Regions from separate parts of the Mus musculus genome. Here regions 1, 2, 3, 4 and 6 are each linked to region 5. Evidence: chromatin contacts called from public HiChIP or PLAC-seq data. All regions are on one chromosome and are shown on one strand. The core of a region is the stretch at or near the end of the contact, and the rest is flanking DNA. Distances in the headings are between cores, read along the strand shown.

Evidence for each region. HiChIP or PLAC-seq counts read pairs in DNA pulled down with a chosen protein or histone mark.
Region 1: a contact with region 5 is called in an H3K4me3 HiChIP or PLAC-seq map of neural progenitor cells, with 40 read pairs. The contact joins the enhancer-like site here to the promoter of Sox21 in region 5. A contact is called at or near these places in 17 of 39 promoter capture datasets (the HPC-7 cell line, cranial neural crest, embryonic stem cells and 9 more), 3 of 15 datasets of contacts at CTCF or cohesin (embryonic stem cells, large pre-B cells and pro-B cells), 48 of 484 Hi-C or Micro-C datasets (the G1E-ER4 cell line, the HL-1 cell line, cerebellar granule neurons and 14 more), 27 of 115 datasets of contacts at active chromatin or transcription factors (astrocytes, craniofacial prominence, embryonic basal ganglia and 13 more) and 5 of 9 other capture datasets (adipose tissue, embryonic stem cells, embryonic tail and 2 more).
Region 2: a contact with region 5 is called in an H3K4me3 HiChIP or PLAC-seq map of neural progenitor cells, with 7 times the contacts expected there. The contact joins the enhancer-like site here to the promoter of Sox21 in region 5. A contact is called at or near these places in 6 of 39 promoter capture datasets (cranial neural crest, embryonic stem cells, frontonasal cranial neural crest and 3 more), 6 of 484 Hi-C or Micro-C datasets (cerebral cortex, cortical neurons, embryonic stem cells and 2 more), 19 of 115 datasets of contacts at active chromatin or transcription factors (craniofacial prominence, differentiating embryonic stem cells, embryonic basal ganglia and 10 more) and 2 of 9 other capture datasets (embryonic stem cells and pancreatic islet).
Region 3: a contact with region 5 is called in an H3K27ac HiChIP or PLAC-seq map of extraembryonic endoderm stem cells. The contact joins the enhancer-like site here to the promoter of Sox21 in region 5. A contact is called at or near these places in 6 of 39 promoter capture datasets (the HPC-7 cell line, HPC-7-derived erythroid cells, embryonic stem cells and 2 more), 3 of 484 Hi-C or Micro-C datasets (epidermal suprabasal cells, nephron progenitors and trophoblast stem cells), 8 of 115 datasets of contacts at active chromatin or transcription factors (astrocytes, craniofacial prominence, embryonic forebrain and 5 more) and 1 of 9 other capture datasets (embryonic stem cells).
Region 4: an H3K4me3 HiChIP or PLAC-seq map of embryonic forebrain shows a contact between it and region 5, with 4 times the contacts expected there. The contact joins the enhancer-like site here to the promoter of Sox21 in region 5. A contact is called at or near these places in 9 of 39 promoter capture datasets (the HPC-7 cell line, cranial neural crest, embryonic stem cells and 6 more), 48 of 484 Hi-C or Micro-C datasets (B cells, LSK cells, Sertoli cells and 27 more), 30 of 115 datasets of contacts at active chromatin or transcription factors (acute myeloid leukemia, astrocytes, craniofacial prominence and 18 more) and 5 of 9 other capture datasets (embryonic stem cells, embryonic tail, embryonic trunk and 2 more).
Region 6: a contact with region 5 is called in an H3K4me3 HiChIP or PLAC-seq map of embryonic basal ganglia, with 3 times the contacts expected there. The contact joins the enhancer-like site here to the promoter of Sox21 in region 5. A contact is called at or near these places in 8 of 39 promoter capture datasets (cranial neural crest, embryonic stem cells, hippocampal neurons and 1 more), 9 of 484 Hi-C or Micro-C datasets (differentiating embryonic stem cells, embryonic retina, embryonic stem cells and 2 more), 20 of 115 datasets of contacts at active chromatin or transcription factors (astrocytes, a colorectal cancer cell line, craniofacial prominence and 12 more) and 4 of 9 other capture datasets (adipose tissue, embryonic stem cells, embryonic tail and 1 more).

Annotation. Positions count from the first base shown.
Region 1 is chr14:118,472,549-118,475,248 of GRCm38.p6, forward strand. No RefSeq gene overlaps it. Among named protein-coding and RNA genes, the nearest start is that of 1700044C05Rik, 110 kb to the left of the region's middle. Within about 2 kb of position 1,378, at least 50 of the 459 cell types and tissues checked have an H3K27ac peak or open chromatin away from gene starts, as enhancers often do. A contact at or near this core is called in cerebral cortex, colorectal tumor organoids, cortical neurons and 8 more, where this site is marked.
Region 2 is chr14:118,413,022-118,415,721 of GRCm38.p6, forward strand. No RefSeq gene overlaps it. Among named protein-coding and RNA genes, the nearest start is that of 1700044C05Rik, 48 kb to the left of the region's middle. Within about 2 kb of position 1,355, at least 17 of the 459 cell types and tissues checked have an H3K27ac peak or open chromatin away from gene starts, as enhancers often do. A contact at or near this core is called in neural progenitor cells, neural stem cells and stem cell-derived neurons, where this site is marked.
Region 3 is chr14:118,392,422-118,395,130 of GRCm38.p6, forward strand. It overlaps 1700044C05Rik (RIKEN cDNA 1700044C05 gene), which reads left to right. Exons shown (of 6, transcript NR_045624.1): 5 at 2,180-2,255. Among named protein-coding and RNA genes, the nearest start is that of 1700044C05Rik, 28 kb to the left of the region's middle. Within about 2 kb of position 1,375, at least 13 of the 459 cell types and tissues checked have an H3K27ac peak or open chromatin away from gene starts, as enhancers often do. A contact at or near this core is called in extraembryonic endoderm stem cells and trophoblast stem cells, where this site is marked.
Region 4 is chr14:118,435,596-118,438,295 of GRCm38.p6, forward strand. No RefSeq gene overlaps it. Among named protein-coding and RNA genes, the nearest start is that of 1700044C05Rik, 71 kb to the left of the region's middle. Within about 2 kb of position 1,421, at least 98 of the 459 cell types and tissues checked have an H3K27ac peak or open chromatin away from gene starts, as enhancers often do. A contact at or near this core is called in brain, cerebral cortex, cortical neurons and 21 more, where this site is marked.
Region 5 is chr14:118,235,747-118,238,446 of GRCm38.p6, forward strand. Sox21 (SRY (sex determining region Y)-box 21) reads right to left here and starts at 1,284. Exons shown (of 1, transcript NM_177753.3): 1 at 1-1,284. It overlaps Gm4675 (predicted gene 4675), which reads left to right and starts at 486. Exons shown (of 3, transcript NR_131969.1): 1 at 486-1,198.
Region 6 is chr14:118,490,096-118,492,795 of GRCm38.p6, forward strand. It overlaps Abcc4 (ATP-binding cassette, sub-family C (CFTR/MRP), member 4), which reads right to left. Exons shown (of 31, transcript NM_001033336.3): 30 at 404-538. Among named protein-coding and RNA genes, the nearest start is that of Mir6391, 100 kb to the right of the region's middle. Within about 2 kb of position 1,431, at least 20 of the 459 cell types and tissues checked have an H3K27ac peak or open chromatin away from gene starts, as enhancers often do. A contact at or near this core is called in embryonic basal ganglia and embryonic retina, where this site is marked.

The sequences.
Region 1 (2,700 bases), core at 128-2,627, 240 kb after region 5:
ATTTACATATGTATGTATGCATGTATGTATGTGTGTGTGTGTGTATTTAAAGTTAGCTCATGTCCTCCCCTCTGTTTCCATCTCTTCCTTAGAGTACATTCCTGGCTACAACAGAGAGACTCAAGTAAGGCACATCCCATACTGCATCTGTTCAATTATCATGGTAGTCCTTCAAGTTTCTACAATTTGCTATGATTTTCAACCTCTACACGATTTATTCTTTAACCTACACCAGTTTCTGACTTTTTAAAAGATTTATTTATTTATTTCATATATGTGAGTACACTGTCACTGTCTTCAGACACAACAGAAGAGGGCATGGGATCCCCATTACAGATGGTTGTGAGCTACCATGTGGTTGCTGGAAATTGAACTCAGGACCTCTGGAAGAGCAGTCAGTGCTCTTAACCACTGAGCCATCTCTCCATCCTTCCCCCTCCCCCCCCCCCTCCCCCAGTTTCGGATTCTTGTTTGTCCTCCTTGGATCCATTCTTCATAGTGGCACACTAAAATTGTGTCCCAAAGACAAAACAAAGCAAACAAGCACAACAGAAAGAAAAAAGAAGAAATCGAATCCGGGCTGCAGAAGATGCTAATAGTTGAAGCACTTGTCAGCAAACATAAGAATTGAACTCTGGGTCTCTAGAATCCACAGACATGCTTAGTTGGCACGGCAACCTCCCTGCAATTCCAGCGCAGCAGGAGTGGACAAGAATCCCCAGAGCAAACTGACTGCACAGACTAGCCAGACTGGGGAAATTCTGGGTTTAATTGAGAGACCCCCTACCTCACTGAAAAAGACGGAGAGTAATAATAGATAACAGTATATGTCAGCTTTTGGGCTTCATCTGCACAAAACTCAAGTGTATAAGCGTGTGCGTGCGTGCGCGCGCGCGCACACACACACATGCGCATGCACGTACACAAGGCACCTTTGCAGGCCTGTAGGAAGTGGGGCTGACTATCATCATGAGCACACCTACAAGTCTGATCTCCTTAAACTGTGTCCAAGCTAGTCTCTGCCCACTGCAAGGCACTTATTTCATTCATTCTTTTCATGAGATGCAAAAACATAGTTCTAGAAAAGGCTACGTTCAGACCAGACCAAAAGTTCATACTCAAGCAGCACCAACGTAGCCAGAATCAGGTGTGTCTACAAAGCTGCTTTAGAGGCAGAACGCCCACCGCCCTTGCTGGTGCCACCTTGTCACTTGTGGAAGACACTTTTTAGAGAAGGTAGAAGTCCCTGCTTGGTCCTGGGCCTCCCGTGGGAACGCGCCAGCCATTGCTCTCCTCAAGGGCTGGGGCCGTGCCACCTCCCGGCCCTCAGGGTGCGGAGCCCGGTGCCTGTGATCGCGCGCCAGGGAGCAGGCGGGTTCCCGTGCTGGCCGGCCGAGGGCGGCGCCTGTGATCTGCAGCCAGGGAGCGCGCGGGGCGTCCCCGGAGACCCTGTGATCGCGCGCCAAGCGCATCCCCGACCTAGCGCGCGCGCGCGCGCGCACTGTCTGCCCGGAGCTCCCGCTGAAAGTGTCCCCGGATGAAAGGGAAGGGGAAGCGGGCTCAAGCCGGAGAACTAGGTCTGGTGAGTCCTCTGAAGCCTAGCATCCTGCTCTTTACAAACGAGGCACCCCCAAACCTTCCTTAATGCCCTTTCCGTTGCCTGATGGAAACAGGAGACGCTTGCCCTAAGCAACGAAAAATGCTCTTGGAGATGCTTGTCTCGAAAAGATGCTCTTGGAGATGCAAAGGAGATCGCATCTCTTCTGGTGTCCAGTTAGAGAAAGTTCTGCCTGGCTTGGTATTGTGATTCGCGAGGTGATAATCAAACAGGTGTGAATAGTTTAGCATCAAAGAACCGTTTCTTTCTAGAACGGCTCCCTCTGCTGATTGAAGGAAGACAAAAGCCTCCATTAGCATAGGGTGTGCAAAGCCACCTGTTCAAATAACTCTGCCAAACAGAGCAAACCAGCCTTGGAAAGAAAAGAACCCCAGAGCAGTGCAAATATTCGCAGCAAAGTTGAAGGATTAAGCTGATCACAGTCGCAAGCTGGGAGGAGGAGGTGTTTCCCGTTCGTAATAAAAGCTTGCAAGGGTTATTTTTAGCAGCCTGTTTGATTCCATTAGATGAGGCGATAGCAGCTTTCATGGTCTTGTCAAAATAAAATTATGGGAGAAAAACTTAGTCTGCCCTAACTAATCCGGCAAACGTTTCTGTTTGGAAATTCTGATTTCAGGTCATGGGTGAACAGATAGGGTTCTGCCCAGAAACAATGGTACAGCGCAGGCCAATCTGTGTCTGCGATTGTTGGACCTGTTGCCTCCCATTCCAAGAAAACAAAACCGCGATTTCATCAGCATCGATTTTTAATATTTTTGAAATGTTATTTTACATTTGTTTTGTGTCGCAAGAGAGAAGCGTGGGAAGGAGTGGGAGAGCAGCCGAGAAAGGAGCCAAGAGAAACTTGACTTTGGGGCGAGTGGGTGGGAGATCAAAGGATGAAATGGTGGCAGAGCGGGTGGAGGAGAATCGGAGCCCAGCATTATGGGAACAGCACATTGGCACGAGGGGGAGGGGGGACGAAGAAGGAGGAGGGCGGGCCTGGGTAAGAAGGGTGATTCTAGCAAAGAAGGGGCTAGGACCAGTCTGTGGTCCTAACAAGAAGCCTCCACTCTGGGTCCTGCTGTTTAGAGGACCCCCAC
Region 2 (2,700 bases), core at 105-2,604, 180 kb after region 5:
CAACTACCTGCTGGCTCTGTGAAAGGGTGATCTTTCTGGGATGGACACACTCAAGCTGAAGTTCAGGTGTGCTGTAAGTAGGTTATCATGGGGAATTTGTTATGTGGGAGTTTAATGGGGTCAGGATCTGAGCTTCAGTGTAAACCTTTCCAATTATTGGCTGTTTATTAGGCATCAGTTGTGTTGGAAAGGAACGAACACAGCTTCAGCCAATGATAAGAATGCGCATGTGACTCGCAACGATTGTCTATCATGTCCGAGAACATGGGAAAGAGAGAAGGGAAAATAAGCAAACAATTAGTGGTCCAGTGATCTCAAATTCTCCTTTGATTTACGGAGATCCTACAGGTGCAGACCTGGGAGGGCTGGCCTGGCTTCATTTGGGGAAAGTGGCTTGGGGCAGGAGTTAAAAAGCTGGAATCTGAAAACTGTCCTCTGTGTTCTAATGGCATCCATCCCTTACACAATGGTGTCATCCCTAAATTATACTCACATGGCTGCCTCTACTGTGTGTTTGAAAATGTGGTCCCTATTCAGTGGTGCTCTCTGCAGGGGGAGTTTTGCTGGAGGAAGCACGTCACTGTGTGTGTGTGTGTGTGTGTGTGTGTGTGTGTGTGTGTGTACACGTACATGTTTGCATGTGCACGTGTGTGTGCTCGGGCACGTGTGTAAAGGTTTTTGCCTTACCCACTTTCCGCTCACTTGCTGTTTCCACTGTGTGGATGAAATGTGATCAGCCAGCTTCTTGTCCCTGCCCCCATGTCTTCCCCATCACAATGGACTTTATCCCTCAGCCACCAGAAGCTAAAATAAGCTCTTCCTTAAGTTATATTTGATCACGAGGTTTAATCATAACAGGAAAGTGGCTAATGCATACAGATAGATGGATGGATGAGGTGGATGCCACTTCATTTGCCAAGGCAGAGAATGGCAGCACAGCCTCCAGGGGACTGAGGGACGCCAGCGGTGGAGGTTGAGGTATTTCTGGGCTAGAGAACCAAACATACAAATGTAAAGAATGTCATGTTTTCCTTGAGTCCCTGGGACCATACGTTGTCTAATAAATAGGGTGGTTCTCACTAAATGCACATCACACACATGAGCAGATGTATGAGTGAGTACACGAAAGCCCATTTCTTCAAGTGTACATTATTTCCCCTCAGTCCAGATGTCCACAGTTGTATAGCTTGTTCATGTTGTTCATGTTGAGGAGTCTGGCCTCACCTCTCCCAAGGACATCCTTCTTGCTCCAACCAGTCTGATCATACCCAGTCAGATGAAACAGCCACATTGCATGCCTCCCCTCAGCCTACTGGCCACCAGCCCAGCCTCTTAATTCCATTGTACCAATGGCCCTGCACTCATGGCTATTCAAAGAAGAGAGCTGCTTGCTATTCAGGGCAGGGCACATTCCTCCGGATCCCTTATGGATGGCCAAATCGAATTCTGCAAGCTCACTTTTGTCTTCCACCAACGGCCTTTTTCTACTGACTGTCAGGGATGCCCTCCATTTCCCCCTCTCTACTCTGTGCTGTTTGAAAGTAGCCAGCACTGATGGAAGGCTGCCTGTATACTCAGCCTTGAAGACCCAGCCTACTCTCCTGTTAGCCAGTGTAAGCTGGGTGCTCTGCTCCACACGTGGGCTTGCTGTGTCCATGCCACACTGTCCTTCACAGTCCCTCTTAGGATGATACTTCCCTTCCTCCAGGAGATTTCAAATCCTACCATTTGAAACTGACCACAACAACCTGTTTGATGCTAGGTTGCGTCATAGTGGGCACAATGAATACATGTCGCTTGAGGTAGAGGTAGTGTTTTTGCACGGGCTGATATGACCCATCTTAGACTGATAATCTCCAGGTCCTTAAAAACTGCTTATGGTACCTTTCTTGAATTAAAGGGAGGGCAAGAGAGTTAATACTTTCTCTGCTAACCTCCACATGAAGGAAAAGAACTACATGTTCAGGGATTAAAATCATCCATTCTTGAAGCAGCTCCGTTCTATCATTATTTTTCAGTATAATCAGAAATTTAATCTTCTTCACTTCCCAGAAATCATGAACTGTGTAGTCACACAGTTTTTTAATGTGGTTACTTGTTTGGTCTTTTTGCTTGGGTCTGAGTTCAGGACTACACTTGGATCGATCTGGGTGTCAGAGGGTGGAGACACAAAGGAAAGCTAACTGGCCCAGTGTATAGAAATGTCATCTCCTGTACAGACCCTAGCGTATAAACGTCTTTTGCTAGTGAGTGCATACAGCAGCCAGGGAACCAGGAAGGGGCCAGAGAAAGGAGGACAGGGCGGGTAATAGAACACCGATAGAAAGGCAGAAGGGGACCCTGGGTGCAGAAGGGACAAGCAATCCCCTGGAGGACAGAGAGAGGGGAGGAAGGGAACTGGAGAATGGTCAGCCGAACCAACGTGTGTATGAAAATGCTGTAGGAAAACTTGCGACTTTGTAAGTCAATTAAAAATTTAACTTAAAAAAATGCATTTTTTAATTCTGAGAAGCACACAGGGAAATCTGCCCCTTCTCGGGGCTCCTCACTGTTGCAGGCACTGCCGTTTTCAAAGGTGAAGGACAGAGTAAAATATAAGCCACCGTCGCAGGTGTAAAAAGATAGCAGATATCTGGGAAAGGGATTAGGGCACAACAGGCCGGTGTCACCCGCAGCCCTGAAAGCCGGAGCTTCTGGGAA
Region 3 (2,709 bases), core at 125-2,624, 160 kb after region 5:
CTGTGTGCTTAGTCTCCTCTGAAGCGAACCTTGCCCTGAGTCCTCCGACCCAAGAAGAAAGACCCAATATCTGCAGAAAGTAAGAGGATCCGAGCGCCAATCAACAGAGGCCCCCGGGGAAATGGAAGAACATTAGGATGCTGGATACATTTCTGCTGCGCTTTCAGCCCGCAGCATTGTATTGAATTCTATGCAGAACACCAAGAACGCCTGTGAATTGGAAGGTGGCTTGGATAATCACGGGCCTCTGGCCTCGCTGTGATGATGAAGTTAGAAAAAAAGATTCACAGTCATTGGAAGCAAGGGAATGAAGGAAGAACAGTTCCATGGAGTGTGCCAGAGGATGCAGACAAGGATGTGTTGTGAAGCTCCTGAGTTCAGGACAAGCCGCTTTAGAACAATTCAAGATTCAAGGTGCATGACTTTCCGCAAAGACGCAGCGTGGGTTGCTGTGAGTCTGAGGAAGGGAACTGGTGGAGAGTTTAGGATCCTTGAAGCCGAGATCTCATTCTGCACACTTGCGGCCACACAAGGAAGCTGGGGCTCTGAGTAGGTGGGCATCCCGGGAGATCGGTCCTAACTCAGTGCTGGGACTCTTGCATGGTTGCTGCCTGAGTTCCAATCCAGGAACCACATAAAAGCCAGTGGTGGTGCCATGAGTGTGCCACTGTGGTGCTGAGTTTGCAGAGATAGGCAAATGTCTGGAGCTGCACGGCCAGTCAGCCTTAAAAAAATGGTGGATGGTGTCTGACTTCTAACTTCCACACACATGCATATACAGGTGTACCTGAATACCCCCCCCCCCCCGCACACACACACACACGGTGTGGAGGCAGGGGGACTGGTGACCGAGACCTCTTATCCAATTTATTACCAGGAGAGTATTTATTTCCATTGCTAGCTAATCTTCAGGTCGACATTTTAGGTTTGCATTGGGTTTCTTAGAACTCGGGAGGCCAGTGAGGGAGAGGTTAGTAGGGAAGGCTGGAGAGAGAATCCACTCAGAGCCAGGAGGGAAGCTTTAAACTTGACATTGACCCCTCCTGGGAGCCTCACTTGGAACTCTGGGGAAAGTTGGGCTATGAGCAGATGGAGCAGTTGCTTCCCAGATGCCCAACCCCTTCCTGCCCCTCACCCCCACCCCAAAAGCTCCTTGTGTTACTCTCCTCACAAATGCACAGAAACCACAATCACAGGCTGTTCGTGAGCAGCCTTTTGTGGCCAGCGATGCCTCTGATGAGAGAAGAGAAAACGGGTAACGGCGATTGATAATGCCTGTGACTCTCTTGGTGAGAAGCAATTCAAACACGCAAGCAGGAGCCTCTCTGCCCAGTAATCTCTGCCTGAGTTCTCCTCTGTCACTAAAGGGTGAGTCTGTTTTTCAGGCATCTGCTAGACAATAGAGACCCTGAGTAATAGACTCAGACAGATAGGTGATAGCCTAGAGACAACGTGAGTCACATGACTGCCTTCTGTGCCGCCCTGGTAGTCTTGTTTGTAAATGAGTCAGCTCCAGAAGTCCTGCTATTCGATAAAGCTTAGACTATAGCTGAGGTCTTTAGGTTTTTGGTTTTTATTTTCTGCAATGCAGACATCCTAATAGCCCTACCCTCTGCACCATCTGACCCCTGAGACAGCTTCTTGCTATCTCCTTAGAGAGACCTTAGTAACCCCCTGCTCTGGACTCTTCACCATACCCCTGCTGCCTGAGAGCTGCTGACAGAGATCTTCCGGGCTCTGCAGGAAGGACTTTACACAACTGTATTGCTGCATGTTGAGGCAGCTAGGCCCTCAGAGGCCCTAGTCTCTTGTTCTAGAGTTAAATCCAAAGCAAGAGAGCAGGAAAAAAATTTAATCTTCCCACTAGTATGCTTACATGAACATTCAGGGAGGAGAAAAAAATGAGAAACATAAAATTTCCTCCTCTTCTCTAAAGGAATGACTTCTAAGCTTCTTTTTAAATGGCAGAAACCTTAAAAAATATTGACACCTGCAGCCACAAGTTGTATATCAACAATCTTTCCCCTTTTTTTACTCTCTCTCTCTCTCTCTCTCTGTGTGTGTGTGTGTGTGTGTGTGTGTGTGTGTGTGTGTGTGTGTGTGTAGATCAAGAGCTGGGAGTCTTTTTCAATCACTCTCCATGTTATTCACTGATACAAGGTCTCTCTGTTGAAACCAGAGCTCAGCTAATGTGACAAGTCAGCCAGCCAGCTTGCTCGCGGATCTGTCTCTGCCATCTGAGCACTGGATTACAGGTGTGTCCCATGCCTTTACAGGTGTACCCCTTACCCACACAACAGTTATGTGGGTTCTGGGGATCTGAACTTCAGTCCTTTGCTCATGTGACATGCCCTTCGTCCATAGGTCACCTGTCCAGCATCAGTTTTGCTTTGTTTTTTGTTTGTTTGTTTGTTTGTTTTTAAACTGGAGTCTCACGTGGCCTCTAACTCACTGTGAGGCTGGGATAGCCTTGAACTCCTGACCTCCTACCCCTGCTTTGAACATGCTGGCATTATTGGTATGCACCATGATTGCTGTTCTGGGAGTAGAACCCAGGGTCTTCTGCATGCAAGGCAGGCACTGTACAAACTCAACTACAGCCTCCTTCCTGTGCATGGAGTCCTTCTATCTCAGACTGACTTCACTCTACATTCCTAAGGCCCCCGGGGGACCAGAACAGTGTCAGCCAGAGGAATTCCATCTTGCACA
Region 4 (2,700 bases), core at 171-2,670, 200 kb after region 5:
TTGTTGCTTCATTAATACAGAAGTTACATATTGATCTAATTAAAATGTTTTTTTAAGTCAGGACCACAATAATAATGGTATCAATTATTGCAATTTGTGCAGCTGGAATAGATACATAAATAGGTAAGCGTTATTTTTTTCAATATTACTGGTGGAAAATGAATTTCAGACGTTAGGACCTGGGAGAGTCAGACGCTCCAGCTGCCGGGTGAAGGCCCCTCCCTCGGTTCTGGCCAGCAGCCCTGACATCCCTGCACAAAGTAATCACAGATCACAGCATTTAATCACGGAAGACAAGCACTCCAGAGGACAGCGGTGTCAATATCCCACTCTCTCATTATCTGTTTGGATTGCACATCCACACTGTCAGATAAACAGAGTGGAAAATTAAGATTAAAAATATGGTAATTTCATTTCAGGCAGCAGGCACCACTCACTGCCCCTATTATGCTATTGATTACCTCTGAATTCAATTTTTCTTTCAATGCAAACTTTAATCTGTTTGCTACCCAGCAATTCAACTCCCCAAGGGCTATTTGAGAGTAAGTAACCATTTAATCTGATGCTAACTGAAAAATCACCGTCCTTAATGAATTGTGTAAATCATTCAGCTCGCAAGCACCTTTGACTTCTATTTCATTTTTTATTTTCCACTCAATATAGGAAAGGATCGGCGTGTGAATAATTACAAAGTAGCAAGTATTTTTACATAGCGCAAATATGATAAAAACCCTATTATAGTGGGGCATGTGTAATGAACAGTACTTTTTAATTTCAAAATAGCTATTCATTAAAAAAAGAATGGAAGATTAAAAAGAGAGGCTCAAAGCTCCAGGTAAAAGTTGATAGACATTGTAATTACATGGTTAATTTCAAAGATTTATATGCTGTTATGATTTAAAAGGAATTTTTATGACCTGACATTTATATTCGAGAAGATTTTTTATTTAAAACTAATCTTCGAGCTCCTGCTCTTAATTATTTCTTGGCAAACGATAAATGGGAATACAAAAAAAATGCCCTATATCAAATTTTAAACTGAATAAATGCATGCGAATTTTCCAACAGCAGTAAAATGGTTTTACTTATTTGAATTGCTTCACATTGAGATTCCAGGATGGGGGAATTTGTGGGAGATAGCGCTGCAAATTATTGGCCCATTTAAGGGAGCAGCAATCTTAACCGCCACACAGCGTTTATGACACTTGAAAATACCAGATCGCAGAGAGGGTTTTGCTCGGGCGATTTGATTGTCTTTGAAGTCGGCCTTCGGAGTTTTCAACAGGTCTCTTGCCTGCTGGTCCCAGATCCGAGGGCTCCGGGGAGCAGGGGGTGGGACGCTTGCTCGGCTTGTCTCTCACCCCGCAGCTGCAGCGCCAGGGCGCCGCGGGTGGCAGCAGCTGCGAGGTGTCTGCAGGGATGCGCGGCCGAGTCTGGGGCGCCCCGGCGGCCAGACGCAATCATCCGCAGCTCCCTGCACACTGTTAGCAACCGGCTTCCCGAGGTCGAGCCCGTGAATCCTCCCGACAGGGCAAGACTCCGGCCCTGCAGCGGCCGCAGAGAGAGGCACTGGAGTTCAGCACCGTCCACAGCCCTGCCAGTACTGGCGTCCTTCCCGCTTGGCCTCGGCGGGGGGTGGGGGGTCGCCGCTGCTTGTCCCTCTAGCTTTCTTCTCTATTTTCCCGCTGCCATGCCGCACCGCGTATGGGAGACTGCAGGCCAGAGAGGCCCAGGTCCTCCTGCATCCCCATCCTTCTGCACCATCGGGCCACCCCACACCCCACTCTCCGCCACCGCGGTCTTTAGCTCAGCACCAGGGAGCCCTTCACCAGGGGACAGGCAGGAGCATAAGTGCGGATAGGAATGGAGGGGATCTTGACGGGAACAGATTGCAGCTAGGAGCCCGCGACCAGTAGAATCCAATGCTTCCTTAAAGAGCCTTGTCGTCCCTCAGGGTACTGGGGACACTGGGCGGGCGGAAACTCCTGGCGCTAGGCTTTGCAGTTCCGAGAATGAGGATGGGGCAGGGAGGTTCCTGGTGCGCGCAGCTCGCAGTGATTTTTTTAGCCCTTTAGGAGGGGGCTGAGTGAATTTCCACGGTGGGTACCCTTAGACCACCCCTTTTCTGCACCAACTCCGCACCAACTCGCCGCTCCAGCCTCTCTCTGGAGGGCTGGCTGCTCTGCAAACCCGCTGGAGTCCTGCTTTAAGCCTGTGCGTGCTGGCTCTGGCTGTCTGCTGACAGGCAGCCTTCAACTCAGGACACTGTTCCGCCCGCATTCAGGGGCCCTAGATCTTCACCGGACCCCACCTAGAAATTTCCATCTCTGCATTCCACGTTTCGGACGGGGGCGGAGGAGGGTAAAGGGGGGCGTTAAAGAGAACCACGTGAGCCCAAAGCAGGGGGGGTGGTCCTTTCCAGCTCTCTTAAAGATGGCCTTTTGCTCAAACTCTTGGTAACTTACGACTCTACACAAAGCCAGGTCCCTGGAAGAGTTTAGGGAGGAAGGTACCAGAGTCAGTTGTGCTGCCAGACATGGAGGCTATAATTTTATCCCGGTCCAGTTTGTTCTGAATTTGAGCTGGTGGTTTTTTCACGCAGCGAGGACAACCTTGCCATTAGTCGTTATTACTTTACAACCTTAAGGACAATCCATCTTAACCTCCCGGATGGCTGTGGTCCCCAAATCAAAACCTTAC
Region 5 (2,700 bases), core at 34-2,533:
GTGCGTCCCCGCGTCGTTCCCGCGCGGGAAGAGAGGACCAGACGACCAGCCCTGGGTCGGGGCGCTGCGTCCCGGACCGCTTTGGTCTGTCTGGTCGAGCTCTAAGAAAAAATCCTCTCCGGGACCCTGAAACTTCTCCTCGGTGTCCCCACTCCGCGGTGTCACTCTGCCCTCTGCTTTTTTGTCCTCTGTCCCGTTGCTTTGGCTCGCCAACTCCCTGCAGGTGGCCGCTGCCTGGTTCTGCTCTCCCCTCTCCTCTGTCTTCAGCGCCTTAAAAGCCAAGCAGCCCCGAAAGTTGAGCGGCGGAGGATCCACCAAGTTGAGCCGAGAAGCCCGCCGCCGCGTGCTGCCAAGTGCCAAAGGGGGCTCTCGGCGGCTGGAGTGTTTGGGTTCTCCCCGGTGACTTTCTCATTTGACAGAAGCAGATGGGAGTGGGGGAGGGGTGGCCGCGAAGAGGAAGAGGAGGGGTAGGGTCGGGGCGCGCAGAGCAGGGCGGCGGACAGAAACACAAACACTGCAGCGGCCCGTCTTCTGTGTCGGGGTCAGGGCGCGCTGATGGAACCCCCAATCCTGTAGTTCTGCTGAGGGCTGACGCTGTCCCCGGGCACCTGCCTGGAGAATCTTGCTGCCGGGCTTTGGCACAGGAGAGGAGAGGAAGGAGGCGGGCTGAGGTTTTGAGTTAGCCTGAGTCGCCGGGCCTCAGTGGAGACTGTCCGGGTTCTCCGACTCGCTGCTGCAGGCTGTCCCCGGGGCCATGCTTGCTCCGCTGGCTCCCAGCTTCCCCGGGCGCACTGAAGGTCTCGGGCTCCCGGAGCACTCCAGAAGCGGAGGGCTGCTCGGTGCGGCGCGGCCGGCCAGGCCCGGGCGCCTTCTCCCAGCTCCGGTCGCAGCAGCCAGACACTTGCAACTAACTTCTCCCAAGTTTCCGGCCCGGGCTCAGCCGCGCCCCTCTCGGTGAGCGCGCCTCCGAGCGTGCGCCCGCGTGGGTGCCGCGCCCGCGAGCCCCTGGGTCCCGGCTACTCCGGGCGCCGCAGGCTGGAAGGATGCAGGGATCCAGGTCCTGGAGGAGGACGGGGATTAAAGAAAACGTGCTATATCACCTCAGATCGCAGGTCTGCTCTGGGGCTGCTCCTGCTTTCCCAGCTCCGGGCCCAGGCTTTCGCTCCGCCGCTTCCGAGGCGACTGCAGCCCGGCTCAGGTGAGTGTCGCCACCTGCGAGTGTTGGCGCCGGCAGCGGGCGCTGGGTGTGCATGTCCAGCCGCGGCCGTGTGTGAGTGTGTGTGTATATCCTGGGAGTGCGGAGGAGGAGCCGGGGAGTCCAGGAGGGAGGAGGGACCAGCGGAGCCTCCTCCCGTCCCCCCTCCCAACACTCCTCCTCCTACTCTTTTTTCACTTTGAGTGCAGGTTTAGGCGAGTGGAGTGTCCGCCGCGCGCCGCGGAGTCTGCGCACTGTTTGGAGCTTGGTGTCGCCGGCGGCTCCCCTGTTCTGCCCAGCGCTGCTGGTGCTCTGCTGGCTGCTCTTCCGGGAGGATGAAAGCGGTACACCAGAGGAAAAGAGCTTCAGAAACTGGCGAGGAAGAGGGTTGAGCCTGGGGGTGGGAGTGGGGGAAGAGTCTTTGAAAGTGTTTGAGACTGTTCCGAATGGCAAGAAAGTACTCATTTTCCTTGGAGGGCCAGGTGTGACTCGCAACAGACGCCTCCGGCAGTTTCTTGCCTCATGGTTGCACTCAGAGGTAGTGGAGTGGAAAGTAGCCCAGGATGGACAGAACATTTTTGGCAAGCCTTTGGAAAAGGAATGAGCCTAGGTTGAGCCCGCATCCCCTTCTGAATACACAGCTTTTTTAAACAGTTGTCTTCTGTCTTGTTTTGCCTTCTTTTAATTCTGGTCGTCAGAGCTATCTCTGTGTTGTTTCTTTAACGTTTGCAGTCTCTCAACGATAGGGCAAAGCTGCTTCAAATCAAAAGCATAAATCATTTCTCTAAATAAAAATTTTAAAAATGTTCTACTCTGACAGTTTTTATGCTGTTGAGCCAGTTTTCTTGCTTGGTAGTTAGAGCTATTATAATTGACGCTATACACAATCAAAAATCAAATAGCACCCCCGAATATTCCTGGGGAACCCCCCTCCTCAGGGACTTTGTGTTTCAGGCAGATTACTTGTCTTCCTTTGGCTGTTTGCAAGTAACACATTCGTATACACGGTTAGCTTTTTTTAAAATGTCTTTTTGCAATTTATGTCCAGTTTGTACACACACGGGACCTTTGAACCATTGATTTGTAATCAGGGCATTAACATGAATTGGTTTGCACTCCTATTTATTTAAGAATTGGGCTTGTTTTGTTGCTCATTTAAATTGAAGAAGGCGATGGCTTTTGAAATGTTTGTTGTGATAACAGACATGCCAGTCAGCAGTGGCATGTTAAGTGGGTTTCTGTTTTCCTTAGCTGTCATGTTTGTAAATGCTTATTTTGTATTGTTTTTGCTCTCCTGTTGCTAAAACAATTGAACTGATTCCTCTAGAATCATAATTCTTTACCTCACTTTTGTAGACACTGTCATTCAGACTCTGGGTGGTGCGATGCTAAGACTCTGGCAAGTGTAATTACATAGACTAGGATATTAAATACACTGTTTCATGATGATAAACTACAAAATTACTGTCTCTGAGCTTTCAACCTACCAACTTGCATAATAGTTT
Region 6 (2,700 bases), core at 181-2,680, 250 kb after region 5:
AGCCTGACGTCTCTCTAGTAGACCTTTTTATAACAAACATATTCCATTTTCACCTTAGCCTAACTTCCTGGATGAATCCCAACAATACCTGCATTGCAATGTGTTAAGCATCCATGAGAAAGAAATGTAATGAGTCTGCTGTCAGGGCTCACGCCCTCTCGGGCACGCCTGCTTGCACGTGCACATGTGCACACACCTTCCCCGGGGGCTCCTGCCAAGTCCTGGTAGACCTTACTTCAACCCTGGACGTGTTGAAGCTTTGTCTCCCGAGGCTTATAATTGAAAAGGGCACACAGTGCTTTTTTTTTTTTTTTTTTTTTTTTTTAAACCAGACCCCTGGTGCCAAATGGCGAGGAGGGAACGGGTGAGACACACTGTAATTAAGGCTGCTGGGCCAACTCACCTGTTTTGCTGTTTCGGTGAGGGCAGCGGCTTCGCCCTTGCCCAGTTGCTGAACCATCTTGTAAAAGAGGCTCTCTGGATTCTGCAGCAAGACATACGGCTCATCATATTCTTTCAGTCTTCCTGAATCCAAAACCTGGGGATCAGCAGAAAAAAACCCACTGAGACACACAATGTCTTGCAGCAATATATTATCACACAGACAATGCTTCGGAAAGGGGCGGGGCCAGGGAGAATACAGACGATCTATTTGGGTGGTAGCCTGGAGGATCCCTGAAAGGTTTGATTACCCTGAGCTACAAAGCAAACAAAGGCCAACCTGACCTTTTATTATTTTAATGTTACAGGGAAGTTAGAAAAATGAAAGTTCTAGACTATTATTACAGGGGTGCTCAGCTGTCTGTTGCTCTATGCATTCGAATGCCAAGGCTGCTCGGGGAGTCTTTTAGTGCTTTAAAAACCCTCAGACTCTGAGCTTTGAGGGGTTGCATATACGTACATGCAGAGCTAAGGAATCTATGGACTGAAGAGAAGCAGCCTGTTTAATAGAACATGGGTCATGTCAGAAGAGCCAAGCAACAGTGGCTTGAGAGTAAATCACCAAGCTGGATGGATAGGATCTGAGCAGCAGCTGGTGGGAGATGCGCTTCCTGAGGTTCTTTGGGGCTGACGGTGGGGGGCGGGGGGTGGGGATGACGGGGACTAAGCCTGATGACAGTCAACCCCAGTAAATGACGGACAAGCGACTTCAGCAATGCTGTGCACAGAAGAAAACGATAGAAATCTAATTTCTCTCTGGATAAGACTAAGAAAGTAATAGAGACACTGAGCTCAGAATTCTGATGACCTCAAGCCCGCACAGCCTTCGGGGCAGCTCGTTCTGAAGGGCACAGGGCTGGGTATCTTTTGAGCTTCCCTTTCTGGCTTCCTTCTCTCTCCCTTTAGCTGCCGGCCTTGCAGCCAGCGGACAGCTCATTGGTCTACTCTGGGGATGGAGAGGTGGAGGGAGGCGCTCGTCCACTTATTAGTGGCTTTGGTTAATGGTTTCAGACAGAAGAGAGAGTTGGAGACAGCTGGCCCAAATGACGCACGCACCCACCGAGGGAAACAGCTCCCAAGTAGGTGGTACTTACTCCGTTCTTCACTGGGCTGTGTTTAGAGTAAATCCACCTCGAGAGAATCCACTGAAACTCTACGCAGGGCTGGGGTTGTTTTTCTGTATCTGGATATTACAGTTAATTTGGCCCATGGTATTTAATCGGAAACATTTATAGAGTCCCCTAAAGGGCATTTTTTTCTGTTAATCTTTTGTTTACTACTGTGAATTGCTGCTAAGGGCTGCTTTCTCAAAAGAGTTCAAGAATAATTGAATCTGTCACATCCACATAATAATTAGAATGTCCTATAATTTGGCATGCCAATTTAGAGGCCCCGAATGTGTAATTTTACTTAAGCATTGCATTACAGGGCATAGCCACTCCTCCTGACGTTAACGAAGGGCGAAATCACAGTTTTGAAATGCAGGTCTCTCCTTTGCTAAGGGCTAAGTAAATGAGTCAACTTACTTTACAAAACGATGAACTTTCTACTCTGCAGAAGCAAAAAGTAAACTTAAAATCACGCTTCGGAGGTGGACCCTGACTCCTCTGACTGTAACAGACTGCCTGAATTTAAGATTTATTTTATTTATATGAGTACAGACACTTTCTTCAGACACACCAGAAAAGGGCATCAGATCCCATTACAGATGTTTGTGAGCCACCATGTGGTTGCTGGGAATTGAACTCAGGACCTCTGCAAGAACAGTCAGTGCTCTTAACCGCTGAGCCATCTCTCCAGCCTGAATTTATAACAACTGCTCCCCGTCTAACTTCCTACTGAATGTATTAAAATGTAAGATGGGTCTTTCCCCTTCCCACCGGGTTTGAAACACACAAATGACACTCAGAGTGGCAGATCTCAAAAGTGACCATCATTTGTAAAGGCCCAGTCAGCAAACACTCTCAGAAGGTAGGAGGGTTGGTAACAGAAGTGACAGAAAGACCACTGATTTAAAAAAGTACTCTCGGCCTTCTTAGTATTAACAACAATTTGTACTTTAGTTTGTTGAGAAGTTTAATGATTTAAAATTAAATATTTTTAAATTTATAAATATTTTAAAATATGTATATGTATGTGTCCATGTGCATGTGTGCACCTATGTGTTCATGTATATATGTATGTATATCTGTGTATATGTATGTGTGTGTCTGTGTTTATATGTGCATCCCTGTGTGTGTGTCCATGTGTATGTGTCCC